Linked DNA regions of Sus scrofa: region 2 is linked to region 1. A link is a contact called in public HiChIP or PLAC-seq data. All regions are on one chromosome and are shown on one strand. The core of a region is the stretch at or near the end of the contact, and the rest is flanking DNA. Distances in the headings are between cores, read along the strand shown. Region 1 overlaps PPARA (peroxisome proliferator activated receptor alpha). Region 2 has its middle 52 kb from the start of PPARA.

Evidence for each region. HiChIP or PLAC-seq counts read pairs in DNA pulled down with a chosen protein or histone mark.
Region 2: an H3K27ac HiChIP or PLAC-seq map of skeletal muscle shows a contact between it and region 1. The contact joins two enhancer-like sites. A contact is called at or near these places in 7 of 47 Hi-C or Micro-C datasets (fetal heart ventricle, fetal liver, heart right ventricle and 4 more) and 1 of 2 datasets of contacts at active chromatin or transcription factors (skeletal muscle).

What each region holds. Positions count from the first base shown.
Region 1 is chr5:3,301,599-3,305,645 of Sscrofa11.1, reverse strand. It overlaps PPARA (peroxisome proliferator activated receptor alpha), which reads left to right. Exons shown (of 7, transcript NM_001044526.1): 6 at 1-281; 7 at 2,644-2,891. The coding sequence ends at 2,891. Among named protein-coding and RNA genes, the nearest start is that of CDPF1, 17 kb to the right of the region's middle. Within about 2 kb of position 1,410, at least 3 of the 83 cell types and tissues checked have an H3K27ac peak or open chromatin away from gene starts, as enhancers often do. A contact at or near this core is called in skeletal muscle, where this site is marked.
Region 2 is chr5:3,371,294-3,375,342 of Sscrofa11.1, reverse strand. No RefSeq gene overlaps it. Among named protein-coding and RNA genes, the nearest start is that of PPARA, 52 kb to the right of the region's middle. Within about 2 kb of position 2,027, at least 23 of the 83 cell types and tissues checked have an H3K27ac peak or open chromatin away from gene starts, as enhancers often do. A contact at or near this core is called in skeletal muscle, where this site is marked.

The DNA of each region.
Region 1 (4,047 bases), core at 161-2,660:
CATCCCGGGGTTCGCAAGCTTGGACTTGAACGACCAGGTCACGCTGCTGAAGTACGGCGTCTACGAGGCCATCTTCGCCATGCTGTCCTCTGTGATGAACAAGGACGGGATGCTGGTGGCTTACGGCAATGGCTTCATCACGCGCGAGTTCCTCAAGAGCCTGAGGAAACCCTTCTGCGACATCATGGAGCCCAAGTTTGACTTCGCCATGAAGTTCAATGCGCTGGAGCTGGACGACAGTGACCTTTCCCTCTTTGTGGCTGCTATCATTTGCTGCGGAGGTAAGTTGCTGCCTTCACCTGCTGGGGCAGTGCCGCCTGCAGCCTCCTCTCTCTCGAAGAAGCCGACAGTGGGAAACCCCGTGAGAGTGGCACGGGACCAGCCCTGGCAGGTAGGCAGGCGTCTGAGCCCCCACGTCACCGCTGACTGGAACTTACTGAGAGGGACATCAAAGTCATGTCACAGTGTAGCATTCGTGAATTTAGCAACGCACGTGTCGATATATAATCTACCTAGTCGTTCATATAGGAACAGATGTGTTCATATATAATCTAACATATGTGTCAACACAGAAACACATTTGTCAAGTATAAATAGTCCTGTGTAATCACATGAGCACACATCTACGTAATTACATAATATACATTCCATCCTGTTATAGATTCAATATATTTATATAGTCCATAAACAATCGATAATGTAATCGATTACATTATCTATTATTTATATATAATTTATTCATATTTAAGTATAAATAACTATCACGGAGTTATATCCATTATCCATACCTAATAGCTATTACATATCAGATATAATAATAATGCACGGTGTGTAATATTACCATATACAGTAGACCCTCCACATATGCGGGTTCTGTGTCTGCAGAGTCAACCCACTGTGGCTCCAAAACAGTTAGGAAAAAAATTTCCGGAAAGTTCCAAAAAGGAACACTTGAACGTGCCGACACCGACAATGATTCACGTAGCATTTACGTGGTATTAGGTGTCTCGGGTAATCTAGGGAGCCTTTGAAGTGTGCACGAGGCTGTGCACAGGTTATGTGCCCTCTCAGGTAGGCACCTGAGGTTTGGTCATCTGCAGGAGGTCCTGAACCAAGGCCCCGCAGATCCCAAGGGCCGGCTGTGTTGTAACGATGTTACTATAATCTCATCTCCGTATTACAGCCAGCGTTCTGTGCCATACAGGTATCTGTACAGTCGCTGTCTCAACGGGTCTATTTATGCTGTTTCATAAGGAAAAACATCAGGCACTAACTGGCAGTGACAGCAAAGTGTGCTTTGCCAAAGGAGGTAGATCCCAGAGAAGGAAAATGGGGGCCCCTTGCAGGGGAGCTGGCCCTGCCGTCCCCACATTTTTGGCTCGGTGTCTCATTGCCGTAAATAGCCCTGTCCTGGATCTGAGAACGTCATCCCTCTCCTGTAAACTCAGCTGACCTTACCCAGCCTTGGGGCAGACACATGGGGCAACCGTCCTCTCAAACTGCCTGATGTCTGTCCCCCATCAGCCCTCCCTCAAGGAACGGAGGCTGCAGGCTGCAGGACTCCGTAGGTGGCGCTGGGTGAGGGCGGCCGGGCTCCACCAGGCCTGAAGCATCGACTGGCGAGGCAGCTGCACGTAACCTGCCGCTGCCCTCTGTGTGCTCAAGATGTAGTGTGGCGGGTAAAAAAACAACGCACAACTGTTTATATAAGTAGTGGGACCACAGAGGCCTAGAGGAAATTACAGCCCTACATCGGAAAAATGTCTGGTGAGGTGTACCTGAAATCTGTACGATGGAGTCCAAGTTATGAGAAGGGGTTCTCCTACTCGTTTTTAAAATCTCTGTTTAAAAGCTGAGTAATCCTTTTACAATAGCAACTGCAGCAGCAAACAATGAAAAACCCACATCAGCAACACCCGAAAGTCCTGGTCCTGAGCGGGCTCTAGAGAGCGGTGCCTCCTGAATAGGGAAGGCGGGCTGCGATTTTTCTGGACAAGGATGCAGGACGGTCTGAGCTGTGCTGGGAAGTCTGGTGCCTGTGTCCCAGCCTCCCCAGGTTTGTCACCTGGTGTCCATGTCACCGTCCCTGCACCAGGCCTCAGGACCCCCCCACCCCCCACCCCCGGGGAGCCCTCGGCATCCTCTCGGCCCGTGTCCATCTTCCCATTCATTTCTTGCCCCACCATCGTTTGAGCTGATTTATCTTAGAAGGTCCCTCTGATGGTGTTTCAAGTGGGACACACCCCATTCTTTCAATGTGGTTGAAACCGAGTATCTAGGGGGGACACGGAGAAGAAGCATTTCATGTCCCACGTTATGCAGAAGTGGTTGACTGTAGAGCTGCTCCTCGTGTCTGGGGGGTGATGATGCTGATGATTAGACAAAACCCCAAGGAAGGGGCCACCCCGAAGGGGCGTTTTAAGACAGCAGCCCTCTGTCTTGTCTGCCCCTGGTGGGCCTGGAGACTCTGGAGAAGTCTCGTTCTATCTTCTCGGCACGGGGACGGTAGCCAAGACGGCTAAGCCTGCTGCCAGCAGGGCCTCATCAGAGCCGAGTGTGGGGTTCCGCCACCTGCACGACACCTCTGAGGCCTTAGCCTGGGGCTCCTCCAGCTCAGACCTCTCTTCTTTCTTTTGAGGATAGACCGGCCCGGCCTCCTAAACGTAGGACACATTGAGAGAATGCAGGAGGGTATCGTGCATGTGCTCAAACTTCACTTGCAGACCAACCACCCCGACGACGTCTTTCTCTTCCCCAAACTCCTGCAAAAGCTGGCGGACCTGCGGCAGCTGGTCACGGAGCATGCGCAGCTGGTGCAGGTGATCAAGAAGACGGAGGCGGACGCCGCGCTGCACCCGCTGCTGCAGGAAATTTACAGGGACATGTACTGAGGGCGCGGCCCAGCGCGCACCGAAGAAACTTTCCCAGGGTTTTGTTTTTGTTTTTTTTGTTTTTTAAAGGCAACAGCACTACAGGTGAGACATGGGAGCAACGCGGCTTTGCACCTTGGACAACAGAAAGCTTAACCAGCTCTAGGTAACCGGCATCCTATTATTCCACGTCTCTCTGTTTAACCAGTTCTCCGAAGAGGGAGCGGAGTCTGGAAAGGCTGATGATAAGCGCCTGGGCCTCAGGGCTTGGAAAACAAGAAGGAAGCGGGTCAGCGGTCTGATGGTGGCGCCCCCCGCTGTTAACCAGCGCAGGATGCTTAGTGCTTTACCCTTGAACTCCCCTCAGAACGCGCCGTCCGTCTTCCCTTTGCACCACCTCTTGACGCCCGTGCTCCTTTAGAATTTGGAAAACTAATCAGCACTTTTAAAACTTTTGTAATGATGTAAATCTAGATGTCCCCGAAGGTTAGGTATTTTGAAAAAGCAGCAGAATATTTATTTGAAGGACTTCAGTTCTGTGTCCCGAATTTGAAGAAAGACAACACGCTGCTTTTTAAGCACAGGATTTAGAAGTTCCAAGAACGATGTGATAAGCTATCAAAACGCAGTGGTTCCATTTCAGTTTGCCATTTTCATGGTTGTAACTAATACGGGAAAGCCTGTTGCTCCCAGGTTTGTGGAGAAGGTCCCAGAAAGCCACGTCGCCAGCACCGCCCCCCCCAAACTTGGTTCTCTGTGGTCGGCGGGAACCGGACAGACTCGGAAGCACATTGGCTCCCCATTCCTCTCACCCCCACTTCCTCCCAGATCTGAACCAGCCGAGTCAGGTGGTTTGGGGGCCGCGGTGGTGTTTCCAGGGGCACAGTGACAAGTGACTTGTAGATGTCGCTTTGAAGCTCCCTCTGTCAAGGCAGCTCTGTGGTCTTTTTCTACGTTGCTTTCCAAAATATGCAGCTTTATTTTTTTAACTCTTGATGGTGGTAGCTGCTCCCTGGAGTGGAGTGACTTTATAGCATGGCCTGGGGTCGGGGCGGGCTCGGGGTCTCAGCTGGAGAACCGGGGTGGGGGGGGGTTGGGGGCGGGGATGAAACGGTGGTTTTCCTTGGTCTCAGGATTCATGACGGGCTGGTGTTTTTTACCAAGATTTCGAGGGTGG
Region 2 (4,049 bases), core at 778-3,277, 69 kb before region 1:
ATCTGGTGTTGTCACTGCAGCGGGAGCTAAGGCCACAGCTGTGGCACAGTTTCAGTCCCTGGCCTGGAAATTTCCATGCACCACGAAGACAGCCAAAAAAAAAAAAAAAAAAAAAAAAAAAAAAAAAAAAAAGATTGCTCCTACTGTTGTTGTTGTTATTAATAATCTCAGACAAAATCCTAATCCCCAAGAAACTTCCAACCTGGTGAAGGAGATGGACGAGTAAATAGGCCAGTATAACACAGAGACCAGCAGAGGCACTGGGGAGCGCAGAAAAGGAACACAGCCCAGAGAGGGGAGATCTGGGAGGCCTTCCTGGAGGAGGCAGGGCATTGAAAGAAAATCAGAAGTGGGAGGAGGAGAGGCCCTGCAGAAGTCAAATAAGTGGGGCGTGGTGGCTTGCAAGCAGAGAGGCTGGGCGGAGGGGTGGGGGATGTGACCCTGGCTGACCCCACGTGTCAGGCCCAGGGGCTCTGCCAGGCCTATCAGGCTGCCAGTAGTGCAGGGATGTGGCAAGAGGAGGGGCTGTGCAGGCAGGACCGAGCCCGGTGGCTGGTGGATGAGGGTCGTGGGAAATGCTTGCCCAGCTAAAAGGGCAGAACGAGCACGTGGGGGAGGAGTCGGGGCCCGGGGCTTGCTGGCTGGGGCCAAGATTGACCTTCAGAACCTCCGACCCTGACAGCGACCCTCCCAGGGCAGCCTTAACTCTCTCCACAAAGCAGCTGAGGAGCTGCGAGGAAGGCAATGGGCCAAGTGCGCCAGCAGAGCCGGAATCAGCGCTCTGACTCGCAGTCTGGCTTTGCTTCCTGAACAGAATGGGTGATGGGGACAGGGAGCCCCTCTCAGTGATGAGCCCATGTCACCCCAAGGCTGCCCGAGCCTTCCTTTCAGGGCCTGTGCCTGGCCCAAGGGGCACAGCAAGGATACCACGGGGTCTTGCCCTTAAGGAAACCCAGTCAGTCCAGAAAGTTCCAGTTGGGCCTCAGGTCCTGCCAAGAGGCCCTTCCCCAGTCGACTTCTCGGGCTCCCTTCCAAAAGGGCAGGAGTAACTGGGTGAGGAGGCCCCAGGGCCGGCTGGGAACCGGCTTTCTGTTCCCCGACGTGCTAGTGTGTGAATGGGGGCTGCCTGGGACTGGATTCTGCTGTTTTGTTAATTTGCCGAGTCCCGTCCCGTCCAGCAATTTCTTCCTCTTATCAGCGGGATCTGCCACCTCTACTGGTTTCCAACAAGAAGCCGGAGCAAAGTTTTAGACCCCAGCGGTGGGTGGGACTGGCGGGGGTGGGGGTGGGGGTCCCTGACAGAGCAAGCGAAGGGTAGGAAGGCGAAGGGGTGTCCCCTCCCTGGTACGGGGTTGGAAAGGGACACGGGACAGCCTGTCTGCTGTGTGTTTGCAGAAGCAGAGGTGCGTGACTTTCAGCTGACCCGCCTCGGCCTGGGAGGTTCCAGCCTAAAAAAGGAGCTGATTTCCTGCGGGCCACAGTGTCGGAGGCAGATCCCAAGCCCAGAGTCTGGTCCTGGAAGCGGTTCCAAAGCCCGAAGCACGAGATGCCGATCGTAATTCACACAAGTGCTCAGCCCCAAGTCATGTGTCTGCTCTCCCCTGGCGAGGCAGGAAAAAGTGCCTCCCTCGTGGACACTGGCAGCTGGCTTCTGGGGCACGTCACTGTCACACCCCGAGCCCCGCTCAGAATCCCGAGCTGGCAGGGGACGTCTCAGACCAGCCAGCTCTGCCTCTCAGTTTGTGACTGGGAACAGACACGGGGCAGTCATGGCTGTCCAAGGTCACAAAGCCCAGGAGGGGGGTGGGGGGGGGCACAGTGGAAAAACTGAGCACACTTGAGCCAGGCAGACACACCGGGCAGACACAGCTCTCAGGCAGCAGAGTCAGGGGAATGGGCCAGCCTCACAGCCTCAGTTTCCACCCCTGGGGGCAGAGGCCGAAGGGCAGCTCCTGCGGGCCTGCTTGGGGCTCAGCAGCGCTGAGCACAAGTGCCGCACGTCCAGCGGTTACATCATCAACTGTCTATAGGCAACCGAGCCAGAGGGTGCCCTCTGCCCGAGGAAGAGGGGCAGTCACCCTCCTCCCTCTGGATCCCCAACGCCCTTAAGGCGAAAGTGCCTCGAAAGTGCCTGATTAGCCGCCCCCTCCCCCGTGACAGGCAAGCCAGGCAACTCACAGAGTGGGAGGGACAGGCCCAGGGTTCGAGCTGTTTAACATCTGAATCACAACATAAATAAGCATCCTCTCCGGCTGAAAGTGGCTAATTGGACCGACTCTCTGGAAACAAGTCAAACTTTTGGGTAAAAAAGTCATTTAGGAGTTCCCGTGGTGGTGCAGTGGAAACAAATCGACTAGGAAACATGAGGTTGCGGGTTTGATCCCTGGCCTCGTCCGGTGGGTTAAGGATCCGGCACTGCATTGGTGTCGGTCACAGAAGAAGCAGCTTGGATCCTGTGTTGCTGTGGCTCTGGTGTAGGCTGGCAGCTATAGCTCCGGTTCGACCCCTAGCCTGGGAACCTCCATATGCCGTGGGAGCGGCCCAAGAAATGGCAAAAAGACAAACAAACAAACAAAAAGAAGTCCAAACATCAGGCACCTAACTGGGTGTGGGGGAGCTGTCCCTCACACTGAGCTGGAGGCCAGGGTGGCGGGAACCAGGGGGACAGCCCACCTTGCTGTCCTGGAGGAGGTCAGGGCTGGAGTCACTGGGTGGTGAACCGGGTTCAGGCTTGGAAAGTGCCAGCTCAGGCCTTGGCATCCCTAGGTCCTTTTGCAGGGTGGGGTTGGTTTCAAATTAAATGCAGCACCAATACTTGCCCAGGCGGTTAACCTAATCTAATGTTTCAACGGAGAGAAGTGACGGGTCTGCAGCCCCAGTCTTTCTGTCCCACCCGCCGTCTAAGGACCATTGCTGACCCCATGTCCTCCCGTCATGCCAATGGAGCTTTCTAGAAAGAGCATGCCATGTAGATTTCAGCTTCCCTCCTGCCTCCAGCCGAGTCCCTCCCCTGCACAGCTCAGGCTCTGAGGCCGAGGGAAGGCTTGTTCCCCCATGGGGCCCCCACCCCGAGGGTGCCCAATGGCTGAGCTGGGCCCCAAGTGGGTGTAACCCCTGCAGGCTCCCAGGCAGTGGCCCACACCCTACTCCCTCACCCTGCTAAAGATCCGAATCAGGCCCTCCCGCAAGATTTTATATTCCCTGCTGCAAGTCTGGACACAAGCAGAAGTGTTGATGTGAAAATACGTATCACGAGCAAACCGGGAGAAGAGAGCGGGGCCAGAAGGCTCAGAAAAAATGGCAGGAAGCCTGTGCATCCACGTGCTTATCGGTAAATAGTCCAGCCGGGCCTGGACTTTGGGCTCACAAACCCTTTTACATGGTGTTGGGGATGCTCAAAGGGCTGCTGGGCCAAAACACACCGTCCCGTCCCTGTCAACTCTTAATCAGCTTCACATCTGAGACATTTTTATTAAGAAAAGGCATTTTTAGGAGTTCCCATCATGGCTCAGGGGTTAACGAATCTGACTAGGAACCATGAGGTTGCAGGTTCGATCCCTGGCCTTGCTCAGTGGGTTAAGGATCTGGTGTTGCCATGAGCTGTGGTGTAGGTTGCAGACATGGCTGGGATCCCGTGTTGCTGTGGCTCTGGTGAAGGCCTGCAGCTATGACTCCGATTAGACCCCTAGCCTGGGAACCTCCGTGTGCCACAGGTGCAGCCCTAGAAAAATAGGAAAAAAAAAAAAAAAAGGCATTTTTAGCAACAAAAGACTCTAAAGGACACGCTCAGGGAGAAAGAGGATCTTTCTCTAAATTGACCAGATGGAGCTTTCCAGAAAACTCCCCACGAAGCCCTTGGCTTTTTTTGCCCCTGTTGCCACATGCTGGGGACATTTTGTCAGATGTGGCCTGTCCCTTCAGGGCACTGGGGACCATGGCCTACTTCTTCCAAAAACCACGGCCTGGGAATGCTGACAGACATGGCAGCCACTCCCCCATGTCACGCAGCCTGGCAGGGTGGGTTCCAGGCCCTGGGCTAGGCACCCACG